Linked DNA regions of Muntiacus reevesi: region 1 is linked to region 2. Evidence: chromatin contacts called from public Hi-C data. All regions are on one chromosome and are shown on one strand. Each heading gives the region's core, a stretch centred on a gene start, on an enhancer-like site or on the middle of the called end of the contact. The rest is flanking DNA. Distances are from core to core; before and after follow the strand shown.

Region 1 (3,761 bases), core at 167-2,666, 770 kb after region 2:
ATCACCCAAAAGTCTACCAACTGATGAATGGATAATTAAAATGTGATACATTTATACAATGGAATATTATTCAGCAATAAAAAGGAATGAAATAACTGATGCATGCTACAGCATGGATGAACCTTGAGAACTCTGTTAAAGAAGACAGTCACAAGACTCCATATTACATATGTGATTCCATTTATAGGAAATATTCAGAATATGAAAAACTATAGATAAAGTAGATTTTAAATTTCTTAGAACTAGAATTGGTGGGGGGAAGCTGGAGAGAAGATGAAACGTAACTATTAATGACAGGTTTCTTTTTGGGGAGTGATGAACTGGTTCTAAAACTGTGATGGTTGCACAACTCTGTAAAATATAAAAACGACTTGAATTGTACATTTTAAATAAGAGTATTGCATGGTATGTGAATTATATCGCAAGAAAACTGTTTTAAAAAAATCAAATGGCCCTTTATAGGTATCAGAGTACCACCAGCCGGGTACACACACACACACACACACTTTTTTTTTTTTTAAGGGAAACAGCAGGCACAGAGAGATGTCTGAACTTCCAAAAGCCGGGTACACACACACACACACACACTTTTTTTTTTTTTTAAGGGAAACAGCAGGCACAGAGAGATGTCTGAACTTCCAAAAGCCGGGTACACACACACACACACACACACACACACACACATACTTTTTTTTTTTTTAAGGGAAACAGCAGGCACAGAGATGTCTGAACTTCCAAATCTGAGCTCTTTATCATGCTGTTGGGTGATGGCATAATTAATGTTTACTCCGAGACACCACTACAGTTGTACGTTTAACCAAATCAGTTTGCAAATGTATGTTTAACAATTCTCCCTTACTAGACCACTAACTTCCTCGGGTTAGGGGTCGTGCTTGATTTCAGTGCATCAGGATCTGGTAACGTGATTTGGTACTTGACAGAGGCTCACATGAATGGATTTCAGGTAGGAATGACCCACAACTGAAGCTACAAAAAACCTAAGTAATGCACGGAACCCTATATACGAGTATCTGCCCTCTGCAACCAAATAAAGACACAAAAAATGAATAAAGCGGAAGCAAGAAGGATGGGAGAAAAAGGTGGGTATCTCCTCTCTCCATCCCCCACCTCCCGCGACGGTTTCCCTGGAAAACTAGAGAAGGGAGTCAGGTGTGGAGGGTGACATCCCTAAGCCCCGCGGCGACCACCACAGAAGCTACCCACCGCGCTCCCTTTTCCCGCCTCAAAGAGACTGGAAGGTGGGGTTAGCGCGGCGCAAGGGGTGGGGCTTACGTCACATCCGGCTCGGGACGCGCCACAGCTGGAAAGCGAAGGCCTAACGTCGAGGGGCGGAGCCAAGAAAGCGCGCCCTCTGGGAGGGGGGTGGGGACGGGTTAAAGAGCGCCGCGTCACGTCCGGGAGACTTAGAGCCCAAGCGGAGGCGGCGCGGAGCGTTTCGGCTCTCAGCGGATCGGGAACCGGTGTGTAGTGCGAGGCTGCGGCGGAGCCTCTACACTGAAGGCGCGAGAGGTTGGCAGCTTCGATTGAAGCACATCGAGCGGTGACAGCAGTGGAAGTCATGAGCGACAGCGGCGAGCAGAACTACGGCGAGCGGGTAGGTATCGGTGGTGCAGGGGGCGGCTGTGTGGTCCCAGCTTCTTGCATCTCTTTCCAGGCCCATCGGCCTCGGGCTGGGAGACTGGGGCGATTTTGGCTCCCGAAGTCTGAGACCGGGAGGGGTGCGAGTCAGGTTAAGAAACCCTGGTAGTATTGTCCTTATCCGTGAAAGAGGCCGCCGGCGGGTTTAGGTTGCCCGGTACTCGAAACGGCGGTTTTTTCCGTTATCGGGAGGGAAAGATTAAAAATGGCCGCTGCGTCCCCTCGGTGGTGGGGGAGGGGAGCGGTATCTCGTTTCGCCGTTGCTCTCCTGCGAAGCCTCGCCGCAGCCATCTTGGGCTGGCGGGCTGGGCGCACTGCCAGAGGCACAAAATGGCGGAGGCGCCGCGCAACAATTTTCCAGGCCGCGGTCGGGGAACGTGGGGTGCAAAGAACAGTGTTTTTCAGGGTTTTTGCCCAGCATTTAGGTTAAGACAGGATCATCTTTTGGACCCCGAATAGATGGGAATCTAAGGTGTTCTTGGTTTCTTGAGAGATGGCAAACTAGTCTGACGTAGACTTAAGTTCTGGGCCCGTTAGAGGGGATTGCGCGCGAGCTTTGTGTTCGGCCTAAATGGCGTGATTTTCTTGGATGCCAAAATCGCTCTTAAACCGCAAATAGTTATCGGTAACCAAGTAGACCACGAGGTCGCTGAGGTTTTCTTGCCGATCGAGTAGATCTTTTTTCCACGGGATGGTGAAGGAGAAATTGGCGGGCAACAATTTTTGGCGCCGTTGTTTCCTTTGTTTTGAGCCATACCTATTTTGTGAACCACGAATTGTGTTTGTGCATTTTTTAAAGTTTCCACCCCAAAATGTGGAATTTGGTGAGGACTGGATAAACTGTAGAAATAATGTTCCCGGGCTTAGAAAAAGCATAATATAAAGCTTGGTTGCAGGTCCGTGAGTACTAAGCCGCAGAAATGTCAGTCTTGCCAGAATCTTTTGATCACCGTAAATCTATCGAATATTTTCGCAAACTTAAGAAACAAATTCTAGGTGATTTCGTTAGAGCGTTTTTGAAAGGAAAAATGTGAACTGTTGAAATCTTATTGTGTAACTTTGCGGCCAAATCTGATTAATTTGGTTTGAACCAATCAGTCCTCGCCTTTACCTACCCAGATGAATGTTGGTTTTTTTATCTTAAAGACGGTTAATTTCCAGTCAGCAGTGTGTGTGATTATCGTTTTAAGCTCTTTGGTGAGAAAGCTTGGATCTAGCTCACATGTTGTTAAAACTGTGGGTTATCGTTTCCTCCAGTTGAAAACTGGAAACTAGGTGTCGGTGTTTGGACTGGAAGGCAAGTGATAATTTCAGTTTTCAGCTATTAAAACAATTATTGGGTCCGTTTTGCATTGTTTTGGGAATAAAAAATGGCTGGTTTCAGTGGAGGACCTCTCAGTTAAATAAACCTGAGTAAGTTACGTGTGGAAGTTCGTGAGAGAGGAAACAATTGCAGAGATTGAGTCCTGGTTTGAGACAGCTCAAGAGACATTATCGTCCCACTAATCAAGCGTTTGAATTGGTGTTTTTTTTTCTGTTAGTAGAATATACATCCTAGTTACCTCACAGTCTTGTTACATAGGGTTATTCAACAAACTCTTACGGAGGAAGAAAAAATAATAAAGGTACATGTTACAAATGATGTTCTTAAGCGTCTTGGCTTGAAAGAGACCGCTGAACTTCGACGATATGTAGTACTTCCACATTGATTTCTTTGGCCTTTGTTTTGTCTGTAGATTGCTTTCCAGTTGGTTTATTGGATCCTGAAGTGGTTAGACTAGACTTAAAACACTTAGGGACTCTCAAAGAATGCTTGGCAAAACCATAAAGCTCAATGAAATAGTTTAAATACAATGCCACAAAAGCATTAGGTAGACCAGTCAGGTCTGATTGGCTAAAAACTTCCTTTTGGAAGTGCCTGAAAACAACGGGAAAACTGTTGCGTTTCAGGGTAATGATCTTGCACTTGGCTGCTATGAATAGATTATCAAGAGCCTGAAAAATTACTTTCATTCCACTCTAAGCTTTCTGCCACGCGGGAGACCCGGTTCGATCCCTGGGTTGGAAAGATCCCCTAAAGAAGGGAATGGCAACCCACGATG
Region 2 (3,759 bases), core at 723-3,222:
AACTGCAGCATGCAACAGATGTTATCACAAACTACTGAGACTGTCAAAGGAGAACATGTCACTGCAGTTTTCATGTTGCACAACTGCATTCAAACTTAAAAATGAAAACGGGTCTAGTCCACCCTGAACAGAAACCTCCAGTTTCTCAGTCTGTTACACAACCCTGCAAACCATACCTGCACACCCAGTTCCTGTCTAGTTTTCAACAAAACTCCCTGCATGCATGGACAGTTAAAAGGAGGGCTCTATAGGACAAATTTATACTAAGCTTTAAATTCTTCACAGTTGTGAAACCTGAAACCTATGCAACACGCAAGCAGTTTTTTTCAACTACACTATCAATACCTGTTGAGCCAGTTCTCTGGTGGGGGCCAATACTAGTGCTTGGGTCTCCTTGAACTCAATCTCCAACTGTTGCAGGATGGAAATAGCAAATGTGGCTGTCTTGCCAGTACCTGACTGAGCTTGAGCAATCACATCATACCCTAAAAAAAGTAGGATACATATTTACCGATCCCACATCAAACCGTTACTTCTAGTTCACACCATGTGTTCCATTTGGAACATGAATTATGCCCAAACAATAAAAGTGATCAGCAATGAGTATTCTCTTCATTTCAGGTCAGTCCCGAAAGATGATTGCCATCATTTCACTTTAAGGAATACAAATAAGCGCTAGTTCCCCAAAAGGTAATTTTCCCATATTAGAGGGGAAAAAGATCCAGGTCTATGTTTAACAGTTAACTCATTTTTAAGAAGTGTCAGCGAGTTCTTTTACCTTTAATACATGGAATAATAGCTCTCTGCTGAATGGCTGATGGCTTCTCAAAACCATAAGCATAGATGCCCCGAAGAAGAGACTCCTTTAAGTTCATATCATCAAAGTTATCAACAATCTCATTCCAGTTGCTCTGAAAGTTTAAAAAAAAAAACAAAGGAATAAATGGGATGAACCAACCCACCTTTCCAACGTTCCAAATTCCACATCTATTTCTTACCTCGATGACACCATCGGGGTCCATTCCCTCTGGGCCGCCATGTTCTCTGCTGACAAAAATACTGTAGTTAGAGAACATCCCTTCCTCACAACCCCAAAACTGCACATTCAGGGGGATAAAAGCCCTTTCATAACCGATCTCACCCGGTCGCCCTCCCAGGCACGTGTCAACTTTCTAAACGATTAAAGGAAGGTGGTGCCGCAGAGCACACGACATACTGCGCGCCACTCAAAGGTTAGGAACCAGGGACGCCCGGAAACCCTACGGACGCAGGCCCTTCCCCCCAGGCCCTTCCCCCCAGGCCCGAGCGCCGGGCGCTCCCCTCTCGGCCACGGACCATCTCGCGAGAGCTCCACGCGCCGAGCTCCGCCCCTAACACTGCGCAAGCCGGGGTGATTGACGCGGGCCGAGGCCCGGCAAGGCCTTGCCAACGGTTCGCCGGGAACGTGTGGCCGGCCCGGCCCGGCCTCTAGCCGCCGCCGTCCTGCCCTTACCCGAACCTATCGTCTAGCGCTCCCAAACCGCGCGGTTGTCCGCGAATAAAGCTTCGGGCCCCAATTACACTGTACTGACTGCGGACTGCGCCACGGCTTCCACTAAACCCCGGGCTCCGCAAAGACAGGGGAAACTGCCGCGATTTCAAGGCGTATTTGGGGGAAAACACACTCTTTTACCACCCCGTTTTCACACTCTTACCCCACAACCTAGGCCCTACCCACCATGGAAGCTTCTCGAAGGACAGTGGGGTACTATACCCCAAGGCAATGCCTAAAACCCAGGATTTCCTTCCTCCTGACCACCTAGTATAACCTCCACCGCGTCTTAGGACCTATAGCACAGAGCACCACCGATGAAGCGCCATACCTGTTATAATCCGCGGAGCCACCAGACATGATCCGTAGAACCACTCAGTGCCGGACTGAAAAGACAGCCCGGCCGCGCCACCCGTTTTTTATAGGCTCGCGGCCGGAACCCGTTTTCTGCGGAGGAATTTTTCCTTAGCGCTTTGGACAGCCAGAAAATTGTGACCCTAAAGTGCTTATCTCAGAAAATATTTTAAGCAAATCGGTGTTAAAGCCAAAATTAGGTTATTTGCCGATATTACAGGGCTGCTGAGAATCCCAGGACCCTGGGGAAGGTTGGAACTCTTTGCTCTGTAGCGGAAGAATATTGCAGCAAGCGGTGGGCCGACCGCGCTCCCGGCCCGCCCTATTCCTACGGGGTTTCCGCATCCCCGAAGCAGAGGCAGCTGGGGCGCTGGACAGGACCGAGGGGCGGAAATCTGGGGTGCCTGGGGCTCTGGACTCCCCCGGCTTCCCCGCCGGTTAGTGGGACCAAGTTCGCCAAATCCCGCGGCGCTCCGTGCCGGAGAGGCAGGCAAGTCTATACGCTGCACTGGAGGGGACTCGGGTTGTTCCGCCTGTTCCCACCGCTACCTAACTTGAAGATGAAGAGCCTCCTGGCCTTTCGCCGGAGCATTTAACAGGCTGCAGACCTTGACTTTGTGAAATTACTGCTTCGGAAAATGTCGGCCACCCAACATGTCCTGGAAGGCCCCGTTTAGCGTGTATTGTGCAGGGCGAAAAGAAATAGTGTGCTCTGCACATATCTCTGGGGTAGCCACCTCCATTCTTGTCATGTTGCCTCTGGTCTTTTCTCATTCTCTCTTTAATACAATGCTTATAATACTTTAACAGGCGTGAGAAATGACAGATAAAATCATTGTAAACTTTTGCAAATATAGGGGTAATATTCCTTGAAACTCAAGAATTTAAATGGATACTTCCGTGGCAGGTACTTCCATGCGGCTTTGGAATTACAAAGCTTTTGGTTCTGGTCTTTTTTTTTTTTTCCCACTCTAAAGGTTTTTTGAATTGTAACTGCTTGTATATAATGAATGTTGATTTATTGAAACTGAGCAATATAATCCTTGCTGCTTAAATAAACTCCATGATTCGTAAAGCTCCAGAGGTTTTCCAACTGTAGCCCTAACCCAGAGTCGTTAATAAAAACAAAGAGAATAGTATATTGAGTCATCTAACTTTAAAATACAGTCCCACTCGTACCGCGATAGCATGAATACGCAAGAAAATATTTTCTCATTAATTCAGAAGGCCAGCCTAAAGTATGATAACTAGAAAAAATGACTCAACTTTCTATATTTGTGTATTATATTCAACTTGGTTGGTTCTAAATACCATTTTTTTCTTAAAACAATTATTTTTTAGAAAATTATCATGCTGGAAATTGTGACAAAAACTTATACCCAGATGACAAAGTGTACTTGGCCCTCCGTCCAGGGATTTCGCTCCCAGTTCATCCCTTTGTAATGCTCAAATCCAGATTTGAAATAATGCCAGGCGTTTTCTGAGAATGGAGGTCAGAGGTCCTTGTTGGCTCATCCAAAACCTACTAAAAATCTCCTGGGATCCAGGAAACTGAAGAAAATACTTAATTAGAAATATGGCCAACAGTTAAGTCTCACTTGAGTCAGTCAACCATGGGGTAAATCAATCAACAATTAACACCTAATTGTTGAGTGATTTCCTTAGGTTTAGCACTACTGTGCTGTGGAGGATTGCCAGAGTATCTTAACAGGAAATAATCAAAGACTAAAACTCTAGTTTTAGGTCACAGTTGCTCAAGGGGTTTCAAGGTAAGAAAGCTCCTTAATCTAAAATTCAGCAAAAATCCAGACCCACACACCCTGCAAGTCTAAAATGTATTTCAAATAAATGCTGTGTTTACTACATTTTCAAGT

The links. A called contact is a pair of places that touch in the nucleus more often than the background predicts.
Region 1: a Hi-C map of muscle shows a contact between it and region 2, with 4 times the contacts expected there. The contact joins the promoter of TRA2B here to the promoter of EIF4A2 in region 2. A contact is called at or near these places in 2 of 3 Hi-C or Micro-C datasets (blood and muscle).

Annotation. Positions count from the first base shown.
Region 1 is chr8:59,282,661-59,286,421 of mMunRee1.1, forward strand. TRA2B (transformer 2 beta homolog) reads left to right here and starts at 1,417. Exons shown (of 9, transcript XM_065943457.1): 1 at 1,417-1,615. The coding sequence starts at 1,580.
Region 2 is chr8:58,515,103-58,518,861 of mMunRee1.1, forward strand. It overlaps EIF4A2 (eukaryotic translation initiation factor 4A2), which reads right to left and starts at 1,973. Exons shown (of 11, transcript XM_065943607.1): 1 at 1,863-1,973; 2 at 999-1,044; 3 at 779-911; 4 at 346-485. The coding sequence starts at 1,891. It overlaps LOC136173743 (a long non-coding RNA gene), which reads left to right and starts at 2,139. Exons shown (of 3, transcript XR_010664278.1): 1 at 2,139-2,375. LOC136173910 (small nucleolar RNA SNORD2) reads right to left here and starts at 656; the gene lies at 588-656.